Regions from separate parts of the Mus musculus genome. Here regions 2 and 3 are each linked to region 1. Evidence: chromatin contacts called from public Hi-C and HiChIP or PLAC-seq data. All regions are on one chromosome and are shown on one strand. Each heading gives the region's core, a stretch centred on a gene start, on an enhancer-like site or on the middle of the called end of the contact. The rest is flanking DNA. Distances are from core to core; before and after follow the strand shown. Region 1 holds the start of Bbs12 (Bardet-Biedl syndrome 12 (human)). Region 2 holds the start of Spry1 (sprouty RTK signaling antagonist 1). Region 3 has its middle 23 kb from the start of 4932438A13Rik.

Region 1 (4,387 bases), core at 329-2,828:
GTCTTATTTTCTAAGAGGTTGGATGTGAAACAGCAATGGCAGTAACAGGGATGGGAAGATGGGCAATTTCCAAAGTGACCAGGCACCTCTGGTAACTGTTCTTGGCACGGCACTAACACAACCTGATTTTTGTTCTGCTGTGACTGGCACTAATGCCTTCCACAAACAGGTCAGTTCTGTTGCTCGTCAGACTGTTTCCTTAGCTTTCTATCTGCCACGGGAGAGCAAAGTCAGATTATGTAAATGGCATACTGACTTCAGAAATTGTCTTTTCATAAGATCACATCTCATTTGCTTTTCAGGGGTTACGTTTAAAAGCTCTGCGTTTTTTTGATAGGTATAACTAGGATTTTCATCTCCTCAGAACTAAGTCTGGTGTCCTCTCCAGTCTACTCCTAACACTATAATCTAACCACAACACTCCACTGCTTAGCAGCCTCTCAGAAAATAGTCTTTACTCCTGTTTAGCACAGGGAGTTCCTATAAAAGTGAGTCACATCCTTTCACTTCTGTACTGAGAATCTTACAAAGTCTCCCTAACTCACTCACATAAAGGCCTTGTCCCCACACAGCACGAAAACCCACACTTCTTCCTTTCTGACTCATCTGCTGTGCTCAGGCCTTCTCTGTGCTTTTAGACTATGCAAAGCATGCTCCCTGTCTCAGTATTTCTAAGTGTCCCTCTTTCTGGAATGTTCTTCTTCAAGGAACCTACTGCCTAAGCTATCTTTAACCTATCATAAACCATAACCTCTAACACTAGAACATCCAAATTCCTAAATCATGGTGATGTAAGATTTATTTAGGTTTAGCAGCCTTTTGATAGTCATCAGATCAAATGATATTCAGGAATGTCTAAAAGGCAGCTTCCACCCCCCTCTCCTCCCCCCCCCCACCCCGGTGTGTGTGTTTGTGTGTATGAGCGCGGGAATGCCTGCCTATCTGTCTGACTAATATTCGTTTCTGGGTTTCAGAAATCTATTTAAAATTAGTATTAATTATGACTCTGAAAACTGTCCAAGTGTAACTTTTCGGATGCGATACGTGCCTTGAAAAAAAACCAATAGATTATAGGTAAATGATTTAATACTTTACTTCACTCACAAAATATTATGACTTTACATCCTTTGAGTTCCCATTGGGAAAACTTAAGGCAGGAAAACTGGCTTCTACCATAAGGACAAACTTACCCCAGGAACCTAAGGAGATTTAAGGATTACAACCTGAGTGTCTGCGACGTGAGGCAGCGGCTTTGGGAATGCGCCACGTTTTACTCAGCACACTAGGAAAAGATTGCTTTGCACTGTTTTCAGCCCAGGAGAAGGCCCACGCCGTCCTCGGTCCCAGGCTGGCGTCCCGCCCCGCAAGGACGCCCCCACCCACCCACCTCTCGGGCTCCATGCCGCCGCGCGCCCTCGGGCGGCTCTGGGCCGGAAGGCCGCAGGGCTGTTGGCCCGGTGTGTAAAGAGTCTGGGGACACGCGTGACGGAGCACTCGCCCCCACCCTCCCTGGCTTCCTGCCCCTAGGGTCCACGACCCTCCTCACCACGCGCGGATCTGCACAGCGCCGGAACCCAGCCAGTCCCGCCTGCTTGAGCGCGGTCAGAGCTCTCTTGTCTTTCCATTGGGCGCAATGGTCGTCAATCACGGAAGCTGGTGGGCGGGCTTGCGCGCTGAGCGCTGCTATAGCAACCGCCTGTCGGGAGCAAACGCGGGCCGCGGAGGGGAGAGCGGCTGTTGCGCGGGCGCGGGCAGGGGCGCAGGGAGGGGATATGGTGAGTGCTGTGGGACCCTGGTGTTCTTCCCAGCTTACTGCCTTCCGTGTCAGGATCTTTAGTAGCTAAGCCAGGGAGAACAGAGATGGGTCTCCCTTTCCATTTATCCACCAACGCCTGCAGTCTATGAGGGTTGGCCCAGCGATAAAGAGATACGACCCTGGGGCACGGAGACCACTGCAGACAGACTTCAAGACAGGGAAGCGAGCATAGCAGAGGCCATCAACCTCGGGCCACCAACATCCTGCGGGCCATCAACTCAGCCGCTGAAGGAACAGGAACCACTGAGGGTCAGGGAGCCACCAACTCATCTGCTGACTGGAAGTGGGGTACCTAGCTAACCACTGATGATCAGGGGACCAGCAATTCTTTCACGGAGAGGAAGGGGCCCACTGACTCAATCCTGATGGCCAGGGGCTCATCAACTCAGGCCACTCAAAGCTAAAGGGTCACTGACTTCTTGCTGAAAAAAAAAAAAAAAAATGATGACTCAGGTGACTTCCCTAGGCTCTAGAAGACCACTCAGGCCACTCAAAGCTAAAGGGTCACTGACTTATTGCTGAAAAAAATGGTGACTCGGGTGACTGCCCTAGGCTCTAGAAGACCACTCAGGCTCATCAACTCAGGCCACTTAAAGGGTCACTGACTTCTTGCTGAAAAAAAAAATGGTGACTCAGGTGGCTGCCCTAGGCTCTAGAAGACCACTCATCAGAATCTGCAGCTCTAGAACCAAGAATCCGAAGTGACCACAGCCAATAGGCCACTTAGATCCTCAGCCACCTCCAGGGCTTCCCCACTCCACTTGCAGAGAGGAGAATCTACAGTGATTCTGTGACCTACTTTGGTGACATAAAGAAGCAAACAGCAGACAGATCCTTCATCTTCCACATGTTGGGTGTATCCGCATAATTGGTCAAACATTCTCATGCGTATCTGTGGAGCAGACGTTCACCATAACCAGGGTTTTTTACTTTTGTGTTTTTGTGGTGCAGGATGATTGTGTTCTAGTATGCATGCCCCTGTGCTGTTTGCTGCTTTGTGGGTTCTTTTCTCTTCCACTCTTTCCTACTCTTTAAACCCTCTAATGCTAGATAGGAGAGAGAGAAAAAGAGTAGAGGGGAAAGGAATGGCGTTATCATTAAACTACTTCCTACTGATTAGGGGTGTAGAGTTCTTTGGGACAAGTTTGATCTTTGCTGCCAGGATATCTAACTTCTTTGCACAGGACTACTTAACAAACCCAACCAACCAACCACCACCAACAACAACCCCACCTCTTGAGGCCTCAGCATGTGTATACCTTCTGAAAAGTTGCCAGAATTCCAAAAGTCACACATTCGAAGAAACTATCTGCAGCTGACAAAATCACACCCCTGCTAGAGCACGAGGCAAATCATAGTCAGCTGCTGTGGACAGTCTGAAGCAGCCCCATATCCCACACCTGGGATTAGAATGAAAACGTATTCCCACAACATTTCTGTGTTTTTCAAAGAAAATAAAATTCTCACTACATCAAGCAAGTACTGTGATACATGTATGAGAAGTGCACATTTCTTAAAATAATACTGTTCTCATAAGCTAACTGCACTCTGATATACCACACAGTTTTATGCTAGTTTACTTAGCTGCTTCTCCCTTCAAAAGCTCTAGTTTTAAGAGGGGGAAAATCTAAGAGAAAAAAAATGCCCACATTTTCTATCAAATTAATAATTGTGGTTAGGAATCTCGGGCAGGACTGAGAGTTCCAGGGCAGTCTGGGTGCCCTAGGGAGGCCCTGTTTCAAAAGATGGGGGAAAAGATGTTAATAACCTAAAGTATTAACAAGGGGGAAAACAAGCTCATTCTATAAAAGAAAATGGGATAACTGAATTGTCATTCTAGCTACACAGTTTTCACCCATGTGTATGCTTATTGCAGGCATCCAGCCAGCGCATAACTTTAGACCAATGGAAGAAAAAAGCAGCAAAAGTTGAACTGAATGACACCCAGAAGCAAGAAATTAAAGAGGCCTTTGACTTATTCGATATTGATGGATCTGGAACCATAGATCTGAAAGAACTGAAGGTTCTGAAATTATTTCTAAGACAATATCTTGTAACATTTTAGTTGTGTCCTTGGTTGATGAATAAGTCAAAACCCAGAATTATCAAAGTTACGTCCTCTATCTGTAAATCTTGTTTATTTTACTATTATAATGTGTGTATAGTTTTATATGCTATTAATTAGTCATTTTAAAGTTCAAAATGCGATCATGGCATTATTAAAATATGTCCCCCCCCCTCCTATTGCAGATTGCAATGAGGGCCTTAGGCTTTGAGCCAAAGAAAGAAGAAGTAAAACAACTGATCGCTGAAATCGACAAGGAAGGGACTGGCACCATTTGTTTTGAAGATTTTTTTGCCATCATGAGCGTAAAAATGGTATAGTCTATTTTTCAAAGAAACCCCAGTAGGGCCTTGTGCATGGTAGGGCTGGAGCATAGAGATTTCATGGAAACTCATGGAAAGTTCTGGAACTAGGTATTAAGGGTTTGTAGTGGGGATACAACAGCAAGGACAGATATTTTCAGAATGGTAAAGACTATAAAGAAGAGTTTAATCAGGAAGTACTGA
Region 2 (4,176 bases), core at 1,428-3,927, 330 kb before region 1:
CTTGGGGAATCCATGTGGAGTGATCTCCAGTTCCAGCAGTCAGCGGAAATCTGCCATGCATCTGAAATCCTAAAGAAGAGTGAGAGAGAAAATAAGCGACAGAAAGCGGATTTGGGGGAGAAGGGCTGCTGTCAAGTAACAAATTCCCCAAGCCACCTGGTAATGATCCCCTTCATCGGCTGATTTCAATGATGCCGAAGCCTGGCCAGAGTCCAACTCCAAAAAAAAGATTGCAGAGGACCATATCACAGGAAGACAGCAAAGACCTCATGCCTTAAAAATTAGAAGTTGCTCTCCAGCTTCTAAGAAGCAGAGGAAGTCGTGTCTTCCTGTTTGCAAACCTAACAAATAATTAAAATGAAATATGCCTTCGAAAGAGCAATTCAGTGTGAGCCCTGGAACTGTTCTCAGAGTTCACTGTCAGTTCACTGGCAGTTCACGTAAGGAAAATGTCAGCTACTTTTTAAAGATTAAGAATGGCTTTAGTGCTGTGGCCTCTCGGCCATTTATATGCTGTTACGAGCTTTAGATTAATGAGAAAATTAATCAAGGCAATTTCCAAAACACCGGCTATTCCAAGCTCACTCGGAATCTCAAAAGGCCATTTTCAGCAGAAGTCCGGGTCTGAAGCTAGCTCATCACACAGATCTGTGAGACGAGCAAAGGAAGCTACAAAGAATGAAGAGTGCTCTGCCACAAAGAACACAACCCGGACGGTGTGGACTTAGCTTTCCTTAAAGGTTAATCAAGGCTCCCCCACACAACGAGGATAACTTATGCACAAGTGTCAGCCCTTTAAAGCAGGGAGAGGAGCCCTGGTCTTTTTACATTATATTTAATTCCCTTCATTTATTAGCACGACAGACCTTGATTTTCACAAGCCCTGAATTGACCTGCTTTTTGTAGTAAAATAAATACACTGATAGACAACAAACACAACTTCCATGTCAAAAGGAAATAGCTTCCAATTTATAACGTATTCTTCCTGAGACAGACCAAACTCTTTCGATTCTGTTTCTGGGCAATAGGTATCTAAGATATTTTTTTACACAAATGCCTTCCGAACTCACAGATGCACCTTAATTCAAGAAGGCACCCCTTTGCACTTTTCTGGCATCCAAAGAAAATCAAAACAAATACGTCGGTTTACTATGGATGCTAACTAATGTCCCCAGACTACATATGTGTTAGCTTTTTGGAGGCCCCTCTAAGCTTATAACTACCTTCTCCGCACATGAGATGCACGGCCATAACAGCATGTTGTGGTGCCGAAGCCCTAAACGACACTAGAAAACTGCCCATCCTTGCTCCTGTGCCATATCTATTTTTTAAAAATTTAAAACTCCATAACGAAGACTTTAAATATGCCAAGTCTCATCCACAAGAAAGGAAGACGTGGGCACGGCTTGTTTGAGTTATGAAACCCCTAGGCACGGCTTTAATTTGCATTTTACAGGGCATTCCCAAGCAAGTTCGCTCAGGCGGAGCACCTAGGCACCCCGCAACTGTCCAGAGCGAAGCCGGTGCGCACCCGCGGACAGCAGTGTGGGTAGCACCGTCGGGCGCTTGGGCCCCACGCCGAGACCTCAGGGGCACCGAGCCGCGGCAGGTCCGGCCGGATAAAGTTATGAATGAAAACAGCTCGCGGGCGGGAGGAGGCAGCGCCCTCTCCCCGCGTCCCGCGGCACTGCGCTCCGAGCACAGGCGGGCGCTGGGTCCCCAGCGCCATCGGGTGCCGCGCGCTTGGCACGGGCTGCGCGAGGACCGCCAGGACCGCCCGGCCCGCCCCGGCCCGCACCTGCCGCCCGCACTCACCTCGGCCTCCGCGGCGCCGGCCGGGGGCGCCGAGCGGGCGGAGCGCGCGCCGCATCAAGCGCGGCGGGGCGGCCGGGCGCGCATGGCCCGCGCTGCGGCCTCGGCGGCCCCCGGGCAGGGGCGCTTCTCCGCGGTTGGCGGCGGCCGAGGGCGGCTCGGGGACATCCGCCGGGTGCGCGCGGCGCCCGCTCCACAGCACCGTCCCGTCCCGGTCGTCAGGCGCGCGGCCCGGCGTCGTCCCGGGCTCTCGGGTCCCCGCAGGTCCGCGTCCCCGCAGTCGCCACGCCGGCTGCAGACGAGCAGAGACAGAAACACGTGAGTCCCTTGCCAGCCCGGGACGCTGTCCTGCTCGCCGAGATGGACAGCCACGAGCCCCGGACACACACGGCCGTGCACGTTTTGCCCCCACGGAATGCCCCGCAGTCCAAAGCGCGTCCGAGAGACGCGTCTGCGCGAGGCAAGCCCGCACGCAGGGACGGGAAAAGTCAGGTCTGGCACGAGCGCCCGGCGGGTCGGTCCCCAACAATGCGCACAGACACGCGGGTGCGCGGCGGTGCCAGCCCGCGTTCGCACACGCGTAACTCGCTGCCTGGCTACGGAACTCGCTGCAGGGCCGACCGCAAAGCGCCGGGCACAGAGCTAGAGCCAGCTCCGAAAACGTCCAGCTCCTCGAAAATAAAATAAAATAAAGCACCATTCTCACCTGATCTTGCCAGGTCCTCGGCGGGAGGGGAAGGCTCTTACCTAGTGCAGAGCCTGGGGCCGGCCCTCCCGGCACATGCACGCCGCTCGCAGCCGCTCCTTAGCCCGCAGAGCTCTGGCTGCGGGGCCGCCGCAAACCCCTGCGTGCTGAGCACTCGCGCGCGGGCTCCGCAGCATTTCAGCGTCGCCGCCACCTCCACCTCCACGCCGGGACCCGCCCCCGGTGATATCATGTGTCAATCACGCGGGCTGCACGAAAACCCGGAGCAGGATTTCAGCGATCGTGGATGTGGACTCGAGGACGCTCTAACAAAAGTCGATTGCCTGCAGGAGTCCTGCGAGCGCAACTGGGGAGGAGCGGGCATTCCAGGGCCCCTGTCAGTCGTGAGCTGTCAGCCTCCAATTTAAGGGGACTGGTGCAGCCACCCTTAGAGTTGAGTTTAAAAAGAGTTGTGAAGAACATTTAAAAAACAATAACAAACCACCAACAACAACGGAAAAAAAAATGTGTACACCATGACACCGTGCCCCCAGATAAAGGGAAAAGTGCAAAGTTCAGATCATGCGAAATATGAAAGTTTCAGAAAGAACAGTCATTTTTGCAAATGTAATATAATTACACACTAAAGGGTGGGATTTCCTGCTGTGGGGTTTTAGTGATTGCTCCATTTGGTTTGTGATACGATCCCTAAAATTACACGGGGGGAGGGGAAGGGGAGAAAACGGGGCCCAAGTTCTTCCTGCTTTGTAATGTTTGTATAATTTTGTCCAAAACACCAATGCATTTTAAATGAAATAAAATAAGCATAACTCATCAGGAAGTTTTAGCTTTAGCCATATGTCTGTCACGGGGTGGGGGACTTTAGTAAGCTGGGAATGCTTTTTGCGTCTTTACATACTATGGAATTTGGTTATTTATTATATGGACGCTATAGCTCAGGATGTAGTGAAAAGGGCTGTATGTGGAATTAAAAATTCCATAGAGTTTTAAAAATAACCTAAGACCCCCAAAATATTGATAGAAAATATTTTTCCAGGGAATTTTATCAGGAATGGTATTTGATAAACAAAAACTCCATGATCTAAATCACCTGTGAATGTGAGTTAGGATATTTTGGGTTCAAAGTAATTTTTTTTTTAAGTCTTAACAATTGCAGTGAGTTTTTATAAAGTTTTTGTTGTTGTTGGCATAATGCATTTGCAAGCTTTTGAATGTTTTTAGAATTCACGGTTATGTGTGGAATTACATGCAAGGAACCCAGGACACTCCCTATGAAGAAGATCAGCAGTAAGAAAGTGCACTAGAAGGTAATAGAACGTATTAAAAGCCAAGAAGCTGTTTGTTCACCCTTCATGCAAGGGGATGTGTTAAAGTCATATTTTCAAATGTAGAGTTGGTGGGGCTTTTGTGTCTTGTCTATTTTTCACAGATGTAGGAGCATAATGAGGTTTCTCCAGTGGATCTGCTTTTGTTCTTTTTGTGCGTGAAGAGATTTGCAGTGTCAAGTAAGAAATACAGTATCTCATCAGAGTGTGTTATCTGGCTCTTCCCAGCTGTCTGCACAAATTTGGGGCCAATTCTCCAATGTAATAAGATGAGGAGAGGCAACAATGGAGAGTTTGAACCACATAACACTTATAAAAACATAATTTCAAAGA
Region 3 (4,605 bases), core at 222-2,721, 470 kb after region 1:
CCTATGTTCTTAGGCAACCCCTATAAAAGGGTCATTTGACCCCCAAAGGGGTCACGGCCCACAGGTTGAGAAGTGCTGAACTAAACTGTTTCTGTTCTATTAGATTAACAAATATTCCAAAGACTGAGTAACATACACAAGCACTCTCAGAGTCTCCAAGGAAGGATAAGAGGGCGGAACTCCCAATGAGGGAAAATGGGGAGCATCTATACAAACCACACATGCATTTAAATTAAGAATTCCCAGCCCAAGGGATTGACCCTAAAGATGCAAAACTATGAAGAAAAAAAAAAAACCCCACAACAGATAATTCTATGGAGCATTATTTATAATGGCAAATTACTGGAAGCAGATCTCAATGCCCACCACAGATGGCGAGTTACTACAAACTATAGTACACACACCTAGCACAGACATGAAACAGATGAAAAATGAGAGGAGGAGGAAGCAAGGAACTGAAGGAGGAGGATGATATAGAGAACATCTTTGGGTGCTGATATGATGTGATCCTGGGCCAGTACCCACACTGCGTGGCTCTCGTGGCTCACAACTGCCTATAACTCAGCTCCAGAGGGGATCCAGTGCATCTGGTCTCTGCATTGTGAATGACATCTGCATTCACATGCATATACCTCATAGAGATACACATGCATAATTTAAAACAAAGCAGATCTTTTAGAAATTACCTTTCCGAATAAGGCGTTAGCCTGGGTCTGGAGATGGTTCAGTGCTTTAAGAGCATGTGTTGCTCTTGCAAAGGACTTGGATTTGTTTCTCAGCATCTATATTGTGGCTTACAACCATTAGTAACTTAGTTCCAGGGGATTAGATGCCCTTTCCCGGCCTGCATAGACACCAGAAGTGAGCATGATATGTAAGCATAAATGCGGGCAGAATACTTATACACATAAAATAAAAAGAAAGCCAGGTGGTGGTGGCGCACGCCTTTAATCCTAGTACTTGGGAGGCAGAGGCAGGCAGATTTCTGAGTTCAAGGCCAGCCTGGTCTACACAGTGAGTTCCAGGACAGCCAGGCAGGGCTATACAGAGAAGCCCTGTCTCGAAACAAACAAACAAACAAACAAACAAACAAACAAATAAAATAAAAATAAAAGAATAAAAAATTAAAAGAAAATATGAAAATAATAACAATAAATAAACTTCAAAAAATGGAGTCTGCACATCAGGCAGTGGATATTAAGCTCCTATGACCACAACAGATATTGTTTGAGGTTCAGGAGATACAGAAACGGAACAGAGCAAAGTCTCTGCTCCCATTTAACACCACTCCAAAATTCAACCATAAGTGGTAAATAAATGTAGAAAGAGAAACAGCCCTGTGGTAAGAACGGCTTTTTTAGGAAGGAAGATTCTGATTGATGAAACCCACTCGGACTTCAAACCTTACTCTCTCTCCTTCACACAGCCCGAAGGGTGATGAGGGGGAGAGAGTCTCCACCTAGTGGTGGCTAAAAGGCTGACAAGGCAACTGTTCTGAGTTCGCAAAGAGAGTGCATGAATAACACTTCCCAACCTTTGGGAAGCCACATCTGTGTCAGTTTGCTGTGCTCCAGAGCGCAAAGACCCCTGAGTCCGGAGATACACTGCTTTGTTCTGTTTAGCAGATTAAAAAAAAAAAAATACCCGATTGATGGATAATGAGAAGCAGGGACCAGAGAGTGGAACATTTCAGGCCGGGGGGGGGGGGGGGGGGACAGGAGAAGCTGGAGCACACTGGGAGGAAGTGACGGTTCCACAGGTCCCCTTGACGAGGCTGGAGTACTGCATTTAGCCAAACAGTAGCCCTGGAGCTGTTGTATAAATTAGATACCAAATCCTCTATAATTTTGAATTAGAGCTGAGTTTTACATTATCTACAACTCTAAGATGTTATGATCTCAGTGACTTGTGCTGATAACACAGTTCCATGTATTTCTGTCTTGTCACCTGAATTAATAAGTGAAGAAATTATTAAATTTCAGGTGGAGTTCAGAAAAAAACAGTGTCATTATTTCCCACCTAAATTTATGAATCCCCTATAAAGAATTCCAATTCCCAAACCATAAAGAAGTGTGATTATTATGTGTCAATTTAAGCATATTTAAGTATAAGACGCAAACAAAGGAATTCTGGCTTGTACAAACGCTTGTGATGATGTCAGGCTTCAGATTTCAGGGTCCTTTCTTATGGTCATCTTCTTAATCCATGAAGTGTGTGATTGGACCTAAGGGCTTCTTTACTTGAGTGTTTAACGTGACAGGCACCCAGCCTTGTAGGCATAATGTTTTCTGGCACTGTGTTATTCAAATACTAATTCCCCTACCAGTAGCAGTGAGTTTTTGCTACACCGATTTGAGCTCCCAGCTCATCTCCCCAGTTGCTACCTTGGATCTGCAGATGAAAGATATACACATACTAGCTCATTTTTAATCTGCCTTACTGGCTCAATGGCTGGGTTCTTCTAAGCCTCCTGCAGCTAGCATGCCTTCCCCTTTAGTCCTAGCTCAAGACCTCTAAATTTTCCCTCAGTTTAGTTGTCTAGTAACCTTCTGTGAAGCCCATTCATCTTCCTGCCCAAGCCATTTCGTGCTGCCCTTCTATGGTACACTTTCCCTTTCTGCCTACATTTTGGCAGATCTCCCCTACAGCTCTGAGTCTGTTCCATCTCTCTCCTCCAAGTATATCGATTCATTCTCTCTCTCTCTCTCTCTCTCTCTCTCTCTCTCTCTCTCTCTCTCTCTCTCTCTCTTAGCCTGCAGGAACCTGGAAGACCTGCCTCTTTATTTCTGCCCAACCACTAGCCACTGGCATCTTTGTTGATTGATCAAGAGCCAGTTGGGGACAAAGACCTTCAGCATCAATATTCCCAGATTCCCAGTTAAATCAAAGAAGTGTCTGAACCACTCCTCTATGTCTACCTTCATATCTTGTTTCAATCCAGACACGACATTGTAATGCTTATATCAAGAATCTCCTGTATCAAGTTTGTGTAAACAACTCTTACCATTTACTCTCTGCCTTGTCAATAAAAGCTAATCAGCCAATGGTTGGGCAAAAGAGAGAATAGAGTGGAAGGTTCTACCTGCTGGGGTAGGAGAAAGAGAGAAAGAGAGAAAGAGATTGAGAGAGAGAAGAAGAAGAAGAAGAAGAAGAAGAAGAAGAAGAAGAAGAAGAAGAAGAAGAAGAAGAGGAGGAGGAGGAGGAGGAGGAGGAGGAGGAGGAGGAGGAGGAGGAGGAGGAGGGGGGGGGGAGGAGGAGGAGGAGGAGGAGGAGGAGGAGGAGGAGGAGGGGGGGGAGGAGGAGGAGGAGGAGGAGGAGGAGGAGGAGGAGGAGGAGGAGGAGGAGAGAGAGAGAGGTAGATATCGGCCAGGAGGAAGGAGGAATTGGAGCCATGAGGAAGGGGTCCAGAGAAACACACCTGAACCCTGAAGAACCAGACCAATCATGAGAAGCAAGTATACTGGGGTCATGTCTGGGAGGTAGCCAGATTAGCATAGGAGGTGCAGCTTGAAATAAATCTTAGTTTCTCTGTGAGATTACTAGAGACTAGCATAAGGTTAATAGATATAGTCACTGGACTTATTTGTAAGCTACTACTTACATGTATATTAAAAATAATCCTTTTTTATATATAACCTCATTCTCTGCTCTGCTGGAATTTAGAATCCAAGTCAGTTACATGAGTGCATAGAGAAGTGCAAAAACATGAATATAAAACCCAACTAACTGTGCTCTTGCAGAGGATGGAGTAGCAGAGTGCCTGTAGGAGCTGTGTGGTTTTCATGCACAGTGGGTGGGCTTTGCAGAAGCAGTTCTGGGTGAGCGCAAGGCAAGAATGCTTACTGAAGAATAAAGTCACTTGGGGGCTGTAGCGTTGGCTTGGCGGTTAAGAGCACTCACTGGCTGCTCTTCCAGAGGATGTGGGTTCAAATCTCACCACTCACATGGTGGCTCACAACCACTTGTAAGTCCAGTTCCACAAGCGTCTTCTGCACTTGAGAGGTACTGTACCCGGGTAGTTCACAGACACTCATGCTCATAAAATAAAAACAAATGTCTCCTTTAAAAAAAAATAGAACTATATCCTTTATCTCTCAGATTGAACTACTGAGGGCAGATAGGGCTGAAGAGAAAGCAAAGACCTTAATCACCCAGTGCCCTCTCCTTGGCACATGTGCTAGCATGATGCTTTTGGATTTACACTCTTACCATCCCTATGGAGAGGAAGACCATAGCTCTGTCCTGTAGGACTGGCTTCCAGACGAGGCTTCCTCTCTCGGGGGGATCAGAACTTCAGGAACTGCCTTCTGATCTCAGACAAATGATACATGCAGAGGTGGTTGTACCATAATAGGCAGGCTGTCTGTTTCTGCTTGTTCTTTAGGGCCTTTCTCTGTGAATGACCCCTGTCTAGACTACTTCAGACATGAATAAAGGTGACCCAGTCTACCTCTCCATTTGAGAGTGTGGGTAGATAACGCTCATGTTCTTCCAGTAAGTATGACTTGCAGGTGAGTCAACTGGTGATCATACAAAACTAGCCCAGAAGAATCACTCCGTTATCATCAGATTCATAAGCTAAACAAGGTATTGTTTAAAGTCAAT

What was found. Hi-C and Micro-C count contacts between places; a contact is called where the count stands out from the background. HiChIP or PLAC-seq counts read pairs in DNA pulled down with a chosen protein or histone mark.
Region 2: a contact with region 1 is called in a Hi-C map of nephron progenitors, with 10 times the contacts expected there. The contact joins the promoter of Spry1 here to the promoter of Bbs12 in region 1. A contact is called at or near these places in 1 of 39 promoter capture datasets (pre-B cells) and 6 of 484 Hi-C or Micro-C datasets (CD4 T cells, the G1E-ER4 cell line, cerebellum and 3 more).
Region 3: a contact with region 1 is called in an H3K4me3 HiChIP or PLAC-seq map of pro-B cells, with 4 times the contacts expected there. The contact joins the enhancer-like site here to the promoter of Bbs12 in region 1. A contact is called at or near these places in 5 of 39 promoter capture datasets (the 3T3-L1 cell line, embryonic stem cells, hematopoietic stem and progenitor cells and 2 more), 2 of 484 Hi-C or Micro-C datasets (CD4 T cells and pro-B cells) and 4 of 115 datasets of contacts at active chromatin or transcription factors (the 230-238 cell line, large pre-B cells, memory CD8 T cells and 1 more).

What each region holds. Positions count from the first base shown.
Region 1 is chr3:37,309,745-37,314,131 of GRCm38.p6, reverse strand. Bbs12 (Bardet-Biedl syndrome 12 (human)) reads right to left here and starts at 1,578. Exons shown (of 2, transcript NM_001008502.2): 1 at 1,547-1,578. Cetn4 (centrin 4) reads left to right here and starts at 1,686. Exons shown (of 5, transcript NM_145825.2): 1 at 1,686-1,775; 2 at 3,693-3,839; 3 at 4,067-4,195. The coding sequence starts at 1,773.
Region 2 is chr3:37,638,448-37,642,623 of GRCm38.p6, reverse strand. It overlaps Spry1 (sprouty RTK signaling antagonist 1), which reads right to left and starts at 2,677. Exons shown (of 3, transcript NM_011896.3): 1 at 2,519-2,677; 2 at 1,816-2,104; 3 at 1-69. The coding sequence starts at 14.
Region 3 is chr3:36,837,982-36,842,586 of GRCm38.p6, reverse strand. No RefSeq gene overlaps it. Among named protein-coding and RNA genes, the nearest start is that of 4932438A13Rik, 23 kb to the left of the region's middle. Within about 2 kb of position 1,471, at least 11 of the 459 cell types and tissues checked have an H3K27ac peak or open chromatin away from gene starts, as enhancers often do. A contact at or near this core is called in pro-B cells, where this site is marked.